2 separate regions of the Oryzias latipes genome follow, and region 2 is linked to region 1. A link is a contact called in public Hi-C data. All regions are on one chromosome and are shown on one strand. The core of a region is the stretch at or near the end of the contact, and the rest is flanking DNA. Distances in the headings are between cores, read along the strand shown. Region 1 holds the start of LOC101159377 (zinc finger matrin-type protein 4). Region 2 holds the start of LOC101160095 (lysyl oxidase homolog 4-like).

Region 1 (3,206 bases), core at 379-2,878:
ATCTTCCTTTCACCCTAAATCCTAATTACTTCAGCCAATAAGCCTTTCCTTCTGTCTCTTTTTTCTTTCTTTGTTTTCTCATGTTCATCACAGTAAATTTCATTGTTTTTAACAATTAGATTAGAACAGAAAATCAATATTTGTGGCTTTTATTTCAACATATAGAACTTTTCGTAGCTGTCCTTTGGATACCAAAGGTTTCCTGCAGAGGAAGACATTAAAACATGATTCATGACTGCAATGGATGGTCCATATTAGGGTAAAACCAACATCAGGTTAGATGTATGCCTCTAAAGCCACAAAAAAACACAGAAATCCTGTGATTGAATTTAAAAGATGAATTTAATTAGACGAAAAATGTTGACTGACAAATCAAATTAAAGACCAACTTCAATGAAAATTGTATTTTGGGTGTTATTAACATGGTTTTGTGGATTTTTCTCATGGTGGAGGACATTTAAAATAGAAATTAATCTTAAATTTTCATTTCTGAGAATGTATTCAAATTAATGTAGATATGCAACAATCAATGAACCCCAAAAGCTTAAAGCTTAGATGGAAGCTACAAGCTCCCTGCTTGCTCCATTCCGCTGCTTTCACCTGTAAACGATGACATCCATGTATGTCTTCGTTTTCCACGTTTGAGCTGGCATCTGACTCAAAACTGTACGGCTGGATAACTTCAATATTGCTCGCCATTTTTGTTGCACCGGTAATGTTAAGTCTGGGTTTGTAAGGCGCTAAAAACTAGCGGGAGTCTATGTAAACAAATGGATGATGGAAAATGGGAAATAGGGGGGCTTACTCTGCACCAACAGTTCTGCCTTCAATTCAAAGACAAATTACCAATGAACTTCTGCCACTCTGCAGAAACTGTGTCCTAGAAAATGACAGCTTTTTTTTTTTTTTTAATTTGGCTAAAAACGGCATAATCATAATTAAAAGACCACTGGGAACACTTAAAAACATCAAAAATGATCAGAGCGGGACAGTTACAAGGAGGTGTTGCACTTTTTGTCAAGATTTATATCACTTTAAATTTAAATGACTCAACAAAAACACAGACATCTATGTCACAACTAATAGGACATCTTTAACAAAGCAGTAGCAGCACTCTGACATAATTTATTGACTTTTAAGTTTTTCCTGAACTTCAGACAGAGCCAGTGACATGCCAAGAAACATAAGCCCACAGCAATGAAAGTGAGAAAAGCTAAATCTCTGGAGACTCTGTGCATCTTGGGGTGTATAGGACTTTTTCATTTTCACGAGATGTTACCGTAATAATAGTGGTTCCCTATTAAAATCTGACATCGAACTTCCCCCCTTTTAACAAGACGTGTCATCTGTGGAGTTGAGGCAGAACAGCTAAGGAGTAACAACCTCTTTCTGGTCTTCTCAACTCTGAGAACTCTTCAGCTTTGACTAAAGTCAGTGTCAATCCACGGTGGACATGTTCTGTTTGTGGGTTGTTTTCCTGCATGTGTGCAGAAAGTTACGTATTTTCACGTTTAAACTATGTCCTTCAGAGATTTATTTCACGTGAGGACCCCCCCGCACACTCCCTCATTTATCCCTACGAAGGATGCTCTCCTCCCCCCCCCCCCCCCCCCCCCCCCCCGCTCCATCCTCCCTCACGCAAGAATAGCTCACTTTGTGTCTGCTTTGGTTTTCCCTCCTCGGTGCCTTTCGCTCAGAGTTGAGCGGCTGACATATCAACAGAGAGCTCCGTCTTTGCCGCGACGCCACGGAGCGGAGGAGAAGCGGGAATCCGCGCCGGAGCGCAGCGCAGCGCCAGGTGAACGGAGCGGGCGCCGTTTACGCGCAGACTTTTAGCGGATTGTAACGAAACAGGTGCGTGGAAGGATTTTTGAGGACAGCAGTTGGCGGATGGTTGCTGGTGTCGTGGAGAGGAGTCTCTGCCTCTTCGAAAGGTGAGTGATGGACTCACAAACAGTGACTTTTATTCAATTGCTGACCTTGTTGAAAGTAGGTTATTTATTCCCCATGAAAACGGCTTCCAGAGTGCAGCAGCTGACTCCAATAACTCTTTGATTTCCATTTTGTTATTATTTATTGCGTGTCTTAGTTAAGTTGTCAGTGTAGGTTTCAACAATTTGCATGCAATTTACTTATTTATTTAATAGTTTGGCTGGCTGGGAACTGCTAAAAATTCATAAAATTACCTCAGTATTCAACATTTTAACCTCTTTTACTATTATGAAAGCAAATAAGTTTACTTTGGAGAACAGCTGGACTTTGCAAATGTGATTGAAATGCTGATCCTCTAAACATGAGTTGTTGTTTTCACTATAATGTTCAGAAACACACCACACGCAATGATGTTTTATCATGATTGAATCACTGGAGTTCTGATATGGTTTAAATGTGATGGGAAATGATGTCCTCATGATCTATATTTACCACGCCATAAATTGCTATGAAAATGATGGGCATCTGTCTATCCGCCATACCTGCTTTATGGGTTGTAGGCAGGAGCCTGTCCCAGCTGCCATGTGGCGAGACCCAGGATTCATCCTGAACAGGTTCCCTGGTTATCTCAATCTAATATGAGAAACATGCCAATTATAATGAAAAATGCATTTGGATGCATTCCGTGGGCTTCCTCCTGCTGGTGTCAATCAGTTTGGGAGTGAAGTTGGTCGGCCTCATCTGTGTGTCTGCTACAGGAGGGTTCCAGCTTAAGGTTTTTTTCAAAACCCTTCCCTGCCTGTCAAGCCGGACCGGCCCACTTATACAGTACCATCTTCTGCAAGATTCTATTAAGAATGTATCATATTGATCACACAATTTCATGTGATGGATTTATTGTACAGCTCTCATTTCACGCCTGAGACTTGAGCAGCTTTTTTTCTTGAAAAACTGCATTTTCTTCTTTACTGAAACTGTTCTGTTTTTCTTCATCTGAGCACCAATGGACCCGCTTTCCCTGTTTACATATGGTTATTGATTGCTAGTCAGCATGAGTGGTTGTCAGTCCTGTAAAGTGATCAATTCCCTTCATTCGGACTTTTATAACTGTACTTGAGTCTTCTGCAGCAGTAAGGTTGGCAGTTTGCAAATGAACAGAAAAGCACTACCAGTAAGAGCAACAGTTAACAAATATCATGAAAATTGTCCAGTGTTAGAAAAAGCATTTCTAAAGTAAATATTGAATTGTAACAATATAAAAAGCTTTCTCTTTA
Region 2 (3,206 bases), core at 405-2,904, 160 kb before region 1:
TGGCAGTGGGGCGAGCATGCAGGAGGAGGTGCTGTCATTTGAAAAGGCACTTGTTTATTGTTGGAGAGCATGTATTTATTTCATGCCTTCACAGATTGCGGGTAAGGGCAGAGCCGGCTTGGTCTGCGTAATTAGAGAGGTGGAGAGAGAACGCACTCCGCCGCAGAGACCTGCTCGGTTCAGACGGCCATGTGAGCTCAATGGGACGCACTTTCACTCACCCAGACCCCCCCTGAACCGCAATCAGGACCATTTCACATTTTAGTTTAATTAGCCCCAATTTAAGAAACTAAATCATCATAGAGGAGCAAAAATTACATTTATTTTTGGAATATCTGCATATCGGAATATATAAGTGAGCTTGCTTTCTTCTCCTTTTCTCTGTCGGCCTTGGCGATCCCTCTGATTTGGAGCTGATAATAGGGGCTCTGCTCTTCCTGTTCGGGTTTACCACTTAGGGAGGGACCACCACCTTACCACCCAGTCACACCATCTCTGGGTCGCACCAACATCTTTATTACAGCTTCAAAGGAGACACATGAGGACACATGAATGCAGACATGCAGTTAGTAATGTATAATTCGATTGCTTCCTGGAATGGAAATCTACATAGGTTTAATGTTTTTAATGGTCGTGGTGAACGTTTTAGGCTCCTATATCTGGCTTTTCATGCTTGTCATTATTCATGTCTGTGAACGCACCTTTTTAAAACGAGGTACCCGCCAAAGTTTACTTGAAAACAAAAATACACAACACCCTGAGGTCAGGAATGCACGTGCAGATAAATTTGTCCCAAGTCTTCCCAAAATGGCTGAAAGAATAAATAAACAACATTTAGGTAGAAATCTAAAAAAAACAACCAGGTTCTGTCAGGAACCTGCTGGGAAGACCAAAACATCTTTATTTCCTTTCATCCATTTCTCTTGAAATGATTTTGTACACCAACACGTAACATTCTCCCGAGCAGGGGTGGTAATATATATTCCCATCAGTTACATTTACCATGACTACTGCAAAGCTAAGCCTATTTTAGAACTGGTGGTTTGTGGCCGTCCCTCTAAGGAAATATCTACCCTGTGGTATAGGGAGCTTCTTTAAGACACTTGGAACTTGTAGTTTAAAACTATTCTGGACGCAAAGTCCTTCCTGTTGGTTACGTTCAAACACACACGTTCCCCCTAAAGTTGCATAAAGCTCCAAGGGGCACAGTTGTGCAACACATCTTTAGCCTATCAGGGGAGAGAGGCGTGAAGTAGCTTACTTTTGTGAGAATAAATGAATAAAAAAACACGTTTTAATTGAATGTGTTTCATAAGATTATGAATTTTTTGGGATTTTGGCTAAAACATTCCAAAATCAACTTAGAAATATAGTGGTCAAATTCTGAATAATAATCTTCAAAGATTTACAAGTATCAGCTTTTTTTTTTAAATGAACATTTCATCTATACTTAATTAAACATTAAACTATTCATGGAAAGCAACCTTTGGACTTTTTACACACAGTTTGATTATTATTTTTGTATCAAAAGTCACTTTAGCATTTCAACCAAACCTAAAGAAAGACACAAAGAGGAGGGAGGCAATGAAGGAGGCAGGGAGGGATAAATGGAGAAGGAGGGAAGAGGGGAGGATTGACTAAGAGTAGCTTTTAGACACGCTCCACGCAGTCATACTCCCTTTGCAACTGACGTTCACTTCTGCAATAATTGCTGCCTGACAGGTGAGGGAATTTTCACCTTGCTTACTTTTCTCAGACTTCAAATGTTTTTTGGGATTTCCTTTTATGCATTCAATCTATTCAGTTTCCTTCTGATTTAGATGAAATTATAAGAATAGCAGGTGTTTTTAGGGAGGAAGCAGGATGCTTGAGAAAAGTGGACATCCTTTCACTTCCAAAATACTTTTTTTGTTCTTTTTCTATATTATGCATAAAGACATTTATGTATAAATACTTGCATCTTCTATCATCTAATACAAAAAAGTATGTTTTTTCTTAGACTTACTGGTTTGTAGTAGGTTTTAACATGAAATGACAAACAAATATGTCAAATAACTGTTGTCCTCTAGCCTGTTGTAAGTTTTTTTAATTCACCTGTTGAAACATGCATTATATATTTTTGCTAGTTAGTTTGCTTTCAGGGATGTTTGTTCACTTATATTGCATCCCTGAAGTGTTACTGCTCTGTCTGTAATTAGATGCCTATGTTTGACAAGAGGGGAAAGAATGAAAGGGATGTGGTGTAGCTGCAGCACTGTCAGATCAAAGCCTCGACTGATGTCAAATTCCAACTCTCACTTTGGAGTATTGTCAACAGCTGAGTTATGGCAAACTCATTTCCAAACACATATTTAGAAGGAGACTGTTTCATTTTTGTCTAGATGATGGTTTATCATTAAAATCAAAACATCTTTAAGGTTTAAATATTTTATTAATTTTCTTGTTTGACTTAAATGATTATAAGTTCAAACAAGAAAAAAAAAGTCATATCTTTTTCTGCAGAACTTCCCTGCTCTACGATGACCCGCATCCTCTGCTTGGGCCTCTGCCTCCCCGTCCTCGTGCTGCTGTCCCTCACGTGCCCGGCACGTGCTGACCCTCCACGCGCCGTGTCCTCTCTGCGCAGGACGGCTCGCGCCCCAGCTGCAAAGGTGCGTTTAGCGGGCAATTTCGCGCATGAGCCGTACGAAGGGCGCGTGGAGGTGCTGCACAACAACACTTGGGGAACCGTCTGCGACGATGAAGTGGACATCAAGCTGGCTAATGTTGTCTGCCGAGAGCTGGGGTACCAGGGAGGTGTCACGTGGGCCCACAGCGCCAAGTTTGGGGAAGGGACAGGTGAGAGTATTATCTGTCTAAGACGCATGCGCCTTGCACTGGGGTGACCATGCACCCAAAAGTAGCAGTACATTTTACAAAAAACTACTTATATGTTTAAAGAAGTAAATGTAACTTGTTCCTACCCATTTCAACAAATTGTTTTTTTTTTAAATAAGATAATTAAAATTAAAATAAATAATTAAAAATAATTACCTGATGACTTGGCCAAAGTAGATGAATAGTTATCAAAATGTCCCTTTGATTCTGTCCTTAATTTAATTAAATAATAGGCTATGACAATACCAAAATTCACCTATTGAGGGCAGTAGCTGCAAAAAAGCATCTCTCCAAAAGCCACTGTAGAAAAGAAATGCTTGAATAAATTA

Evidence for each region. A called contact is a pair of places that touch in the nucleus more often than the background predicts.
Region 2: a contact with region 1 is called in a Hi-C map of embryo, with 1.8 times the contacts expected there. The contact joins the promoter of LOC101160095 here to the promoter of LOC101159377 in region 1. A contact is called at or near these places in 2 of 5 Hi-C or Micro-C datasets (embryo and fibroblasts).

Annotation. Positions count from the first base shown.
Region 1 is chr15:22,597,805-22,601,010 of ASM223467v1, reverse strand. It overlaps LOC101159377 (zinc finger matrin-type protein 4), which reads left to right and starts at 1,628. Exons shown (of 6, transcript XM_023963350.1): 1 at 1,628-1,934.
Region 2 is chr15:22,756,000-22,759,205 of ASM223467v1, reverse strand. LOC101160095 (lysyl oxidase homolog 4-like) reads left to right here and starts at 1,654. Exons shown (of 15, transcript XM_004077381.4): 1 at 1,654-1,722; 2 at 2,503-2,838. The coding sequence starts at 2,520.